Regions from separate parts of the Hordeum vulgare genome. Here regions 1 and 3 are each linked to region 2. Evidence: chromatin contacts called from public Hi-C data. All regions are on one chromosome and are shown on one strand. The core of a region is the stretch at or near the end of the contact, and the rest is flanking DNA. Distances in the headings are between cores, read along the strand shown.

Region 1 (3,680 bases), core at 1,028-3,527, 950 kb before region 2:
CAGTAACTGATTAAGATAACATTAAGTAATTTCAGTGAACATTGATTTGCCACTGCAAGAACAGACAACGATAACGCCATGACAACAGTTTTCAGAAATCTCTGTCATATCTTTTCTCCTAATACAGTATTGGTTGGAGTTCAGAACAAACTCGGGATCGAATGTGCATACTTGGGGAAACAAAACACAAAGTTGAGAGGGAAAAGGATGGCGAAACACATTAGACAGAATTTACAGGGGCGAGGAGCAAAATGCGCGGGGCTCTAGCTTATTAGCCAGCTTCTCCTCAAGACAACCACAAAAAATCAGAGGTCGCGGTTTGTTTCTCGTCGATCTTGGGATCTCTTGTTCACTCCAAATCCAAACTAGCTATCTCTCTCGAAAATCTTTTTCGTTCCCTTTTCTTTGGCAAAGGAAATGCTGCCTAGTAGTAGTAGTACTGTATTACCTAATGGAGGCTACTTGCTCTACCGCTAAACCTAGCTAGCTTAGTCAAAACAAGGTCAGTTTCATTTGCTGGTGCCAAGATCTCTACCGCTCACGCTGCTTCCGCCGGCGGTGGCGGTGGGATGGGCGGCCTTCCGGCCGAGCGACGACCGCAGCCGCGCGGCGGCGTCCTTGGCTGCCGTCTCCTTCTTGTCCTTGAAGAACCCGAACGACGGCCGCGAGCAGACGGGCACGTTGAGCACCACCGGCGTGGAGTATGACCGGTCCATCACGCGCGAGCGGGACCGGAGGCTGGAGTGGACGCTGCCGGCGGGGGAGCTGGAGCTGCGCTCGAGCCCCTGGAACACGATCTTGCCGGAGGAGTTCATGCGCGGGGAGTCCACCGAGGCCACGGACGGCGGCGGCGGGGTGGCGGCGCGGCGACGGGCAGGGCTGTGGGCGGCGCGCGGCGGGGCGGAGGCGGGAGGGTGGTAATGGCGCTGGGGTGGCGCGGAGGCGGGCGGGTGGCAATGGCGCTGGGGTTGGGAGCGGACGAGCCGGATTCTTGGCTTCGGGGTGAGGTCGACCGAGTCGATGGAGTGGCGCGGGAAGTCGTCGTGGTCGTGGGCGGAGGAGGAGGACGACGACGACATGGAGAAGCGGGAGGAGGCGAGGGAGAGGGACGCCTCCGAGTCGGAGCTGTCGCGGAGGAGCGGCGCCACGGAGAGGTCCGACGCGCGGCCGCCGTTCCGCTGGAGGAGGAGCAGCTTGAGGGACCTGGCCGCCGACGAGCTAGACGCCCTTGACGGAGTCGCAGGCACCGGCGAAGGAGACTGCGGAGGCGACGGCGACGCAGACGGCTTCTGCGGGGTCTGGACCTTCCTCAGCCGGAGCAGCTCCCGCCAGCGGCTCGAGCACGTCGGCGCCTTGGGGGAGAACACGTAGGGGTCGAACGGCTCGGCCACGGAAGGGCGGTGGGTCTTCACCAGCTCAGGCGTCGCCGGGATCTCCGCCAGCACACTCTCCCGCTCCCGCTCAGCCTCCGGCGCCGCCACGGACGCGGGCTGCGGCGGCCGGAGCGGCAGCAGCTTCCCGTCCGCGAACAGCTCGTCGGCGGGGAGCATGGTCGCCGACCCGCCGAAGCTGAACTCGAAGTCGATGAACTCCTTGGACGCCGCGGCCGGGGCAGGCTGATCCGGCTTCTCCAGCGACAAGGCCTTGCCGTGATCCGCCGCCACGGCCAAAGGTGCCTCCCGGCTGAAGGAGAGGCGCGGGCCGAGCCAGCCGTAGGAGACGGCGGCGGGGGCCGCGGCGGGCATGCTGCTGGCGACGGCGGACGCCATGGCGCATCCAAGGTCGGCAGGGCCAGGAGGGAGGGAGGGAGCGGGCAGTACACTGGTCACTGTACTTGGCTGCGGGTGTGGAGTTGGTGAGAAGGGAAATGCCGAGACAGGGACGTCCGGGTAAAGCCGCGCGTATATATAACCTGCCACGGTAATTTTCCTGACAGGCCGGGCCCAGGCGGCCATCTGAGGGGCCGACGCGTGGGCCCGACCCCTCTTGGAGACGGGGAATTAATCCGCGGTTAATGTTCATTTTTAACAGTGCGTAGGTTGGTGGCGCTACTCGACTAATGGTAGTGGTACAGTGCTACACCTCTCACAATCTTTGTGTCTGAATGAATCTGATGAAGGAAAATCGGTGTTGTTTTTGTCTGAGCGTTGCGTTAACGGACAAACGAACGCCGAGAGAGGCACGCTGCCTCTGCATGCATGGAGCAAGCGGCAGTGATAATTGTGTGCGCGACGTTGCGTTTCGATCACGCCGCGACAAGGCAGATCTGCTCACGCAAGTGCTTAGGGGAGCTCTAAGGGCATGTACAATGGAGGCCACCTTGGTGCTGCCCCAGCCATCCACATAGATAAACTGAAATGAAGCTACTAGTCTATGTCACAATCACCCAATGGAAGCTACTCCCTTTAATGACATGATCACACTTTTTCTTTTACAGCTACATTTCAACACATGCAACCTTCAGTACATTTAAACTTTACCATCAACCTTTTGAATCAACAATATCAACAAGCTTACACATTGAAAGTCATAAAAAAACTTGATCCCCAAACAAAAAAACAACAATTTTGATATCCAAACGATATCAACAATTATGTTTTGACCATGACAGAGAACATCCCACAACAATAGAACATTATTACCAGCAATTTTTTATATCCAAAATATAACAACAAGTATTTCTTGACCATGACACAAAAAATCTCACAATAATAGAACAATCTAAAGGTTTCCAAGCACAAGAGAAGATTTGTAAACACGTATATCATATTTATTCAAAGTTCAAACTGAATTTGTTGGTGTATCCGTTGGCCCTTCTCGTTCAAAACAAAACAGTCTCACATCTTCTATGCTTCCTTGCACATGAAGCTCCCCTTTGCTGCACACATATCTACAGAACATCCATAACAAGGAAGACACATGTTAGAGTATATTTAGAACTAGCATGGCACAAACTATGTGGAGAACAGAGGAAATACATATCTACAGTTTGGTTTTAGTCAAGGACATACATATCTACAGTTTAGTTCAAAATGTAGTAACTTCAAATGAATATCAACAATTTCTAGCATGGCGCATATCTACAGAGCATCCATAATAGTTTGGTTTGAAAGGCAAATGAATATCAATGGTTAGTTTATCTCCAAATGGCCGACACGCAAGCAGTTCAATCAGGTTTAGCATCCAACTTTAGCACTCAAGTTCAGGTTTGCACTTACAAAAACAAAGACAAAACAGGTTTATCATCCAACCTTTGCACTCAAGTTCAGGTTTGGCTTCAATTAACTACCAACGTTAGCAGATAAGTTGAGCAGGTTTCAATCAGCTTACGAAACACACACAACATCTAAACAAAGGAGAGACGAACAAGTTGGACTACATACCTTCTATCCCTCCTTGAAAAGTTGATCCCCCAATCTCGTGACAGCCCTCACATGCATCTCCTTTGCCCATGGCTCCATTGTTGTAGTGTCGGCACTCAACATTTGTGTAAACTTATCAAACAACTTGGTTCTTTCCTCAGCTAACTTTGCCACAGTCCTCTCCTTTGCTGCCTCATATGCAAGTCGGTTAGCTTCTACCTTCTGAGCAGATAAACGACTCTGCAATTCCATCATCTCATTCGTCTGGACCTTAGTATTAGCTTGTGCTTGTAGGAAGGCCTCAATCTGTTCTTTCAT
Region 2 (3,676 bases), core at 592-3,091:
GTATATTCTCAAAATATATCTGCCTCGTCGCTGTCAGTTCAACACATACGTTTGCACTTATGATATCCCCACAAATATTTCATCAACCTTAAACAGCTGCCATCATATCCTGAAAAGAAAGAATGACACTTATGGTCACCACAGAGTATTATACTGAATGAGCTATTCCACGCTGCCAACCAATTACTGTGAACCATCGCTTGCATTGAGTTGTCAGTCGGTGGGTCTCAAAACCTAGGTTAGCTAGGTGGTTTGAGCCCAATATTTTCCTAATTAATTTGGCAACTCTACTTCTATCATGAATTGCAGAGCTCCCGTCCTTTTGTGTTTTTTCAAGAAAAAAAAAGCTGTGGCCAATCCGTTCTTTTCAGTCAAACAGCTAGATTAATTGGCATTTAGTTATATTTCTTCAACAAGAGGAGGAAGTAATATTATGTTAGTGTAAACTGTGACTGCGTGTGTTTGTAAACAAAAATGCACACTTTCTGCCTTGCACAGCATGGTGTAAACCCTATTTTCACAAGGAACAACTGTCACTGCATTGACCACACTTGCAACTAGCAGCTAAATCAGACACTACTTCCTTGTAATTAAACTATTCTCTTTTGCATGGAAGATCAAAATTGTTGATGTGCTCCTGGGTAACCGGCTCAAGCTCAGAACATGCATGGAGTTCTCATCAGAGAAACATACCTATCTCGGTATCTCCTACATCAGCAGCTGAAAGCAACTAGTTTAAGCTTAGAGCAACTATACAAATTAGATTAGGTCCACTATGACATAATAGTACATTTTAAAAGTGTGGTCGAGTATCTCAGTTTCTCCACCTGCGACGGCTGCTATAACTTTAATAAATGGGCAGAGCTCCCTGCCATAGGTATCAACATTATTTAAAAAACACATTCAGCGGGATGTCACACTTGGGCAGGCATTACCTCGTGGATGATTTAGCTGCTAGGACTTCCAACTAATCTAGGGGAAAATGGCGGTGTGTTTGTCTCGGCAAAGCTGATTTTATAGTCTAAGTGTCTCTGCTACCGGTTAAACTAATCCATCTCACACCGCCACACGCAATAGATCGCCAAAAGGTCCACGACTCCACCCGCACCCAGCAGCATCCGTGTTCACACAGGAAACCACATTTGAGCTGCACAACATTCATCAACAGCCTCATCCAAAACCCGTCAAAACCGGCAGAACGTTGTGACGATCATAGGCTATCGCGCAGGGCAGGGCACGAAACTAGTAGTAGAATTTTTATCAGCTGATAATAGTCGTACGAGCAAAAATCGAAGCCGATTCCAGTCTCTTGTTATGGACGGGACGAGGACGACACTGGAACTTCGTGCCACGAATTCCTCCCAAATCTCCGTCTGATCAACCGATCAGCGAGAGAATCAGGACCCTGGAACGTCCACTAACCCCTTGGTGAAGAGCAGGCCTAAGCCCGTGAAGCAGGATCAAAACGCCCAATCCTTCTCCGGAGAAAAAGACCAGAGCACCCAACCGAACCAAGCAGAGTAGCAGACTGACCTGATCAGCCGCTGCCGAATCCGCCGTCGAGACCAGGGGAACAGCCCCGGGCAACTCGGAGCGGAGACGAGGCGAGAGCGCAGAAGAATTTACCGCCACCCCCGCAGGCCGCAGCGCGCGCAGGCGGGCGAGCAGCTCCAGCCCACCGCTCAAGCGCCTGGCACCAGCGAGTCGTCGGCGGACGCGAGGGTTCCCGAGCACGAGCGCAGCCTTGGACGGCGGGCGGCGGGCGGCGGCTGGGAGGAGGAGGAGGAGGGTGGGAAATGGCGGCGTCGGACTGTGAGGGTTTGGGTCGCGAGTGATTATTTGACTTGTGCTTCCGCGGTGGGAAGGGAGGAAGAGGAGGGGAAGGAGGGACCCGGTCAAACGCCAAGTGTTGACCACGTGGCCGCGTTGGCTTTGGTTTGTTGGGTTCGCCGATCCGGGTGAGCTCGACGCGGCGGGTGCCTGCCGGAGTGGCCTGAGCCTCGCTCGGCCTCGCGTGTGGACGGGACCGGACGGGACCGGACCGGACCGGGCACATCGAAAATATACTACTCCGTATCTTGGAGGACTAGGGGAGAAGAATGAGTCGGGTCCATCTTGGAGAGGGGCTGTGTCTGTGTGGTTCTTTGATTTGATTTGATGCGGCTCGCCACAAGCTGAAGAAAGTGACAATGGCGTGTTGAATTGATGAGGTGGGGCCACGTGTGTAACCGTGAGATGGAGAGACTGAAAAACATCTTGACTGCAGCAGGTTCACTTACCCACGTGTTCGGGCAGCGTACTCCGAGTTTATATACTCCCTCTGTCCTAAAATAAGTGTCTCAAGCTTAGTACAACTTTGTATTAGAGCTAGTATAAAGTTGAGATACTTATTTTGGGACGGAGGGAGTACGAAACAGCGTGTGGTTTAGGACGTGTTTGTCTCAAGGGATCGAGTTTTTTTAATTCTTATGGATTAAAAAAATCTTTCAATAAAGTCTTTTTTAGTCCCTTAAAAAAGTCATTCCTATTTGGTACAAGGGATTTTTTAGTCTAGCCCATGTAATCAAACAATGCTTTAGAGCATCTACAACTAGACTTCTCAAACACTTCGTATATCTGAAGACGGTGTTGTGAGTGACCGGTCACAAAATCTCCATCCAGCTGCATCTCTCATACTAATTTTATACATATAGGCGGGAGGCCGTGATGGCCCTTAAGGTCGACACAGCGCAAGAGGGGTCACACACCGTCGACGAGGCGGAGCCACAACGGTTGACCAGCACCCCGGCTTTCCACGCCCATCATCGATCTCGACTTGACATCCAGGCCACGGGCTTCGACGAGGAAGAATATAGCATGGGACACAACGGTGCCTCGTGTCCCATTTGGGTCTATTTGTATCCCGTGTTCTACTCTTTCTCACCGACGATCGACCTTTACTTTGGGGTCTCACGACATGGGCACGGAAGAGAACAATAAGAATGTGGAGGATAGGCGCCGATGAAAAAACAAACTAATTTTATGTTAAATATAATTGTATGGATAGCGGATATTTAAAGGGTGATTGGTCACTATTTGCGAATGTATCTCAACGTATTCGCGGACATTTAGAGGTCTGATTAGTTAAGGCATCTTCAATGTTGGTCCGTAAATTTTCTCTCGCATCTGGCCATATCTATAATTTTCAATTGTTTAATGCTATTATACTATCACTTTTATATGTTTTGTTTATTATTATTATTTTGGAGTAACTTATTAATTTAGTGTCTAGAGTCAGTTTTATTTTTTTATGAAAAAATCATATCTAGGAAGGACGTGATGTTTTTCATCCGAGCTCAAATGAGCCGGGGTGAACAGTAAATTCGAAAAAATATTGTAATTTAAAAAAGAAATCTGAAATTTTAGCAAACTTTGACAAATTCTACGTGCTCATAAAATTTCATTATGAAATCACATTTGTGGAAGTCGTGGCAAAAAAAACCCTAGAAGCTTCGCGTGACCATGAGAGGACCCATTAGTCAGCCACAAGGGCAAGTGACATGGACTCTGGCTGTTTCATTTGACCTAATTCCTCCGCTTATTCATTACATGATTCCCGAAACCCTCACGGAGAGAGACGAGAAAACTTATCACCGCCGCAAGCCTCTGTTCCGAAGTGATCCCATCTGGAGCCTTG
Region 3 (3,420 bases), core at 172-2,671, 580 kb before region 2:
AGGAAAAAAGACAAGGCCCTCAGACATCAGCGTCGCCAACCCTGAAAGGCAGGGCTATCGCCCGGACCAAGGGACCTCATCACCACAACCAAGCACCGTTCATCCTCGCCTCGAGCTCCCATGCCAACCGCTTCCATTCAGACCTCTAGCCTCACCAGGACACCCGTCGGCAGCACGTCAAGGCCACACTCTCACCATGCCCACGGCGGGGAGACAAGCCGCCTGAGAAGTCACCCCTAAGCTGCCAAGCGGCACAGGTGCTGCCATGGCAGGGGCCACCAGCAGAACTGCAGAACTGCGCACGGCCATATCAGAGTTGCATTGCCAGCGCACAGCTGGAAGTCTGGAACGCCAAGGCCCGCCATTTTCGGTGGGCGCCCGGCGCAACGCACGCTGGCTGCTCCCACCACCGGTGGAGCCACCCGTCGCCGCTGCAGCCCTGCCGAGAAGCGCCTAGCCAACCCACCGCCGCCATTGACCACCACGAGGCATCCAGAGCAGCAATACGGGGACGGCGGCGAGGAGTGAGTCGAAGGTCCAAGAGTGTAGCTAGGGTTTGCGATTGGGTATCGCCTCGTGAGTCGGCCTGGCGTCTCCTGAATTCTCTCAGGAAAAAATGGCAAAGGGAGGAGGGGAGCTCTCACCTGGTGGCAGATCCAGACATCCTCGGCGCCAACGCCGACCGTCTCCAGGGCAGCGCAGTCGCTGCCCTCCGCAGTGGCCACCATGCCACCGGCGCCGTTGCCCTCCTGGGCGACGACCTCCACACGGACGGCGCGGTCACTCTGCGGGGCGGCACTCCTCTCCGCGTCGCCGTCGCGGCCGTCCCGGGTCAGATCTATCTCCATCGGCTACTCTGACGAGGCTGCAGAGCCGGCGAGGAGATGGCGCTGGGTATTTCGCGTGGAAACTAAGAACTCGAACTCCGTGTCTGGAAAAATGGGGATCCAAGTCGAAATAATCTGGAGCAGGGGTGTGAAAGCCTCCGATTTCCCGTGTTGATGGAATTGGAAGGTGATTAACGCGACGAGATTGGAAGCGGGGGAAGAGCGGGGAGGAACTGTCCATGGCGGGCGGCGCTCGTCCGAGCGGAGCGAAAGTGGGAAGGACACTCGAGTATTATTAACTGAACTACTGAAGCCCCTGGTTAGTTATCAGTAGCTCCTTTTTCAGGCAAGCCCCCCCGGACCAATTCGTAGGCCCAGAGCTCGTTTCTCACTGATATATTCCGCCGTCACGGCGGTGCCGGACTCCGCCGCTGACCCGAGCTCGAAGACCACCGCGTTCGGCTGCCGCTGCGGCCACACCTCCGCCTCCGCAGCGGATGCCCACGGCGAAAGTCAGTTGCTGTGTGTACGGATAATCTCCTAGTAAAAGTCAGTTGCCGTGTGTACGGGAGCACCTCGCATTAGATGCGCCTGCGCGACCTCGACCGTCGATCTATGTCGAATGGGCAACATGTCAAAGCGTTATTTCGGAAATGTTAGGGGATTTTCTTCCAAAAATCCATGCTGGATTTGTCTTTTTTATTTCCATTATGTATTTTGAATTTTGATTTAAATTTTTAAAGATTGTACGTTCATGTGATGTGAACATCCATAATTTTTTGGGAATTTTATGAGATATTTAAATAGATATTTTGAAAATGGGAGCACCTAATGTGAGGTGTTCCCTCGTAACACTAGATATTCACCCTGTGTATCTCAGCGTGTGTTCTTAGGACATGTACAATACATAGCTTCAAGGTGATTTAAATACATATTTTGAAAATGGGAGCACCTAATGTGAGGTGTTCCCTCGTAACACTAGATATTCACCCTGTGTATCTCAGCGTGTGTTCTTAGGGCATGTACAATACATAGCTTCAAGGTGATTTAAATACATATTTTGAAAATGGGAGCACCTAATGTGAGGTGTTCCCTCGTAACACTAGATATTCACCCTGTGTATCTCAGCGTGTGTTCTTAGGGCATGTACAATGCATAGCTTCAAGGTGATGCCCTGTATATCATGTAAGATCGAATGCCAGAAAAGGTAGGTTTGAATAAGGAAGCGGGATCCTATGCAGGAGTCGGGTACTTGAAGAGAAAATGTATGGTCTGGGATAAAGAGCTGACAGAGTGAAAGGTATAGATGCATGTGTATTAGAGTTTTTATTTTTTATTTTTTGACGAGACACCCTAATGGTAATTTGCATTGGAGAGAAAAAATTAATATAAATGCCTGAATCTACTTTTTATCATGGGACATCTATATTCATATGCCATCATTATACATGCCTTTATGAGGTCTGTTTGAGTACACCTTTTCCACAAACCATATAAGGATAGTATGATAATTTCATTAAATCGTATATACATCTATATATGTGACATATATGAGGCATCATATTCACTTTTTATTAAAATTTATAAAATAGTGCAAATGACGTAAATCAAACTCAAGAACTCTTGGTCTAAGAAGAACCACACTAATCAATTAGGACAACCTAATGCTTCTGCCCATTTATTTATTTTTTTTCTTCTACTCCACTTCGCGGTTGGGACAGCCCATTGTCGAATCGGTCCTTTTATCACTATTTTTTTCTATTCTTTTATTTTCATTTGTCATTTTTTGTTTCTTTTTAATTTTTTAAAACTGTTCATCTCTACTATTAAAGTGAAATCTATCGTCGTTGTGATGGTTCGACCAACTCCCACCATCTCAGGATCGATACCGCTCCGACTCCCTCGCACGATCGTACCTGTTGTGCGCTCCCCACGTTCTCTACTAGGAAAAGAAAACAACAATGAAAAAAACACCCCACAACATACACTCCACACCTCACTCCGCCAACTGCCCCTCCCCTTGCTCCCGATCTCGTTTTACTCCTCGCTCCCAGAAAATTCGTCGTCGCCGCCGCTCCGATCCTCGTGATTGTTGTGGCCGCGTTCCTGGTCGTGGATGACACCGTCCGCCCCACATTCTCCTCTGCAGGATGTCCCTACCTTCTTCGTCGCCCATCCCCGTCGTCGGTCAGCCGCGCCGCCAGCCCCTACGCCCAGCCCCACAGCCGGGCCCTGCATCCAGCCCCGCTCTCGGCCCTTGCGTCCAGCCCCGTCGGCCCCTGCGGGATTCCTTCTCTCACACGACTATGTTTGGACAACCTACCCATCTGGTCATATCCTCCTCCAACCGCATGCTAGGGTTCGATGTCCCACCCACCCCACGTCCATATGCCGCAGGCGCAGCTCGGCATCGCCTCGTCGCACCAGCTGTGGCGAATTACTAGGTTGTGCGCGGTTTGGTATACATCGTATTGTGCATGCTAATAGCTCTTCCCCTAAATGTCTTTAGTGGTGATGTTTGTGCGTTTGATAAATGGTAATGGTGGTGGAGTCTCGTCTTCTAAACCATAAATATTGTCTAAACCATAAAATA

The links. Hi-C and Micro-C count contacts between places; a contact is called where the count stands out from the background.
Region 1: a contact with region 2 is called in a Hi-C map of seedling, with 5 times the contacts expected there. The contact joins the promoter of LOC123401842 here to the promoter of LOC123403726 in region 2. A contact is called at or near these places in 2 of 6 Hi-C or Micro-C datasets (leaf and seedling).
Region 3: a Hi-C map of seedling shows a contact between it and region 2, with 3 times the contacts expected there. The contact joins the promoter of LOC123401451 here to the promoter of LOC123403726 in region 2. A contact is called at or near these places in 3 of 6 Hi-C or Micro-C datasets (leaf and seedling) and 1 of 1 datasets of contacts at active chromatin or transcription factors (embryo).

Annotation. Positions count from the first base shown.
Region 1 is chr6H:103,076,837-103,080,516 of MorexV3_pseudomolecules_assembly, reverse strand. It overlaps LOC123401842 (proline-rich protein 36-like), which reads right to left and starts at 2,277. Exons shown (of 1, transcript XM_045095697.1): 1 at 89-2,277. The coding sequence starts at 1,955. The coding sequence ends at 510.
Region 2 is chr6H:102,125,249-102,128,924 of MorexV3_pseudomolecules_assembly, reverse strand. LOC123403726 (cold-responsive protein kinase 1-like) reads right to left here and starts at 1,841. Exons shown (of 7, transcript XM_045097640.1): 1 at 1,534-1,841; 2 at 1-109.
Region 3 is chr6H:102,708,145-102,711,564 of MorexV3_pseudomolecules_assembly, reverse strand. It overlaps LOC123401451, which reads right to left and starts at 1,421. Exons shown (of 8, transcript XM_045095269.1): 1 at 1-1,421.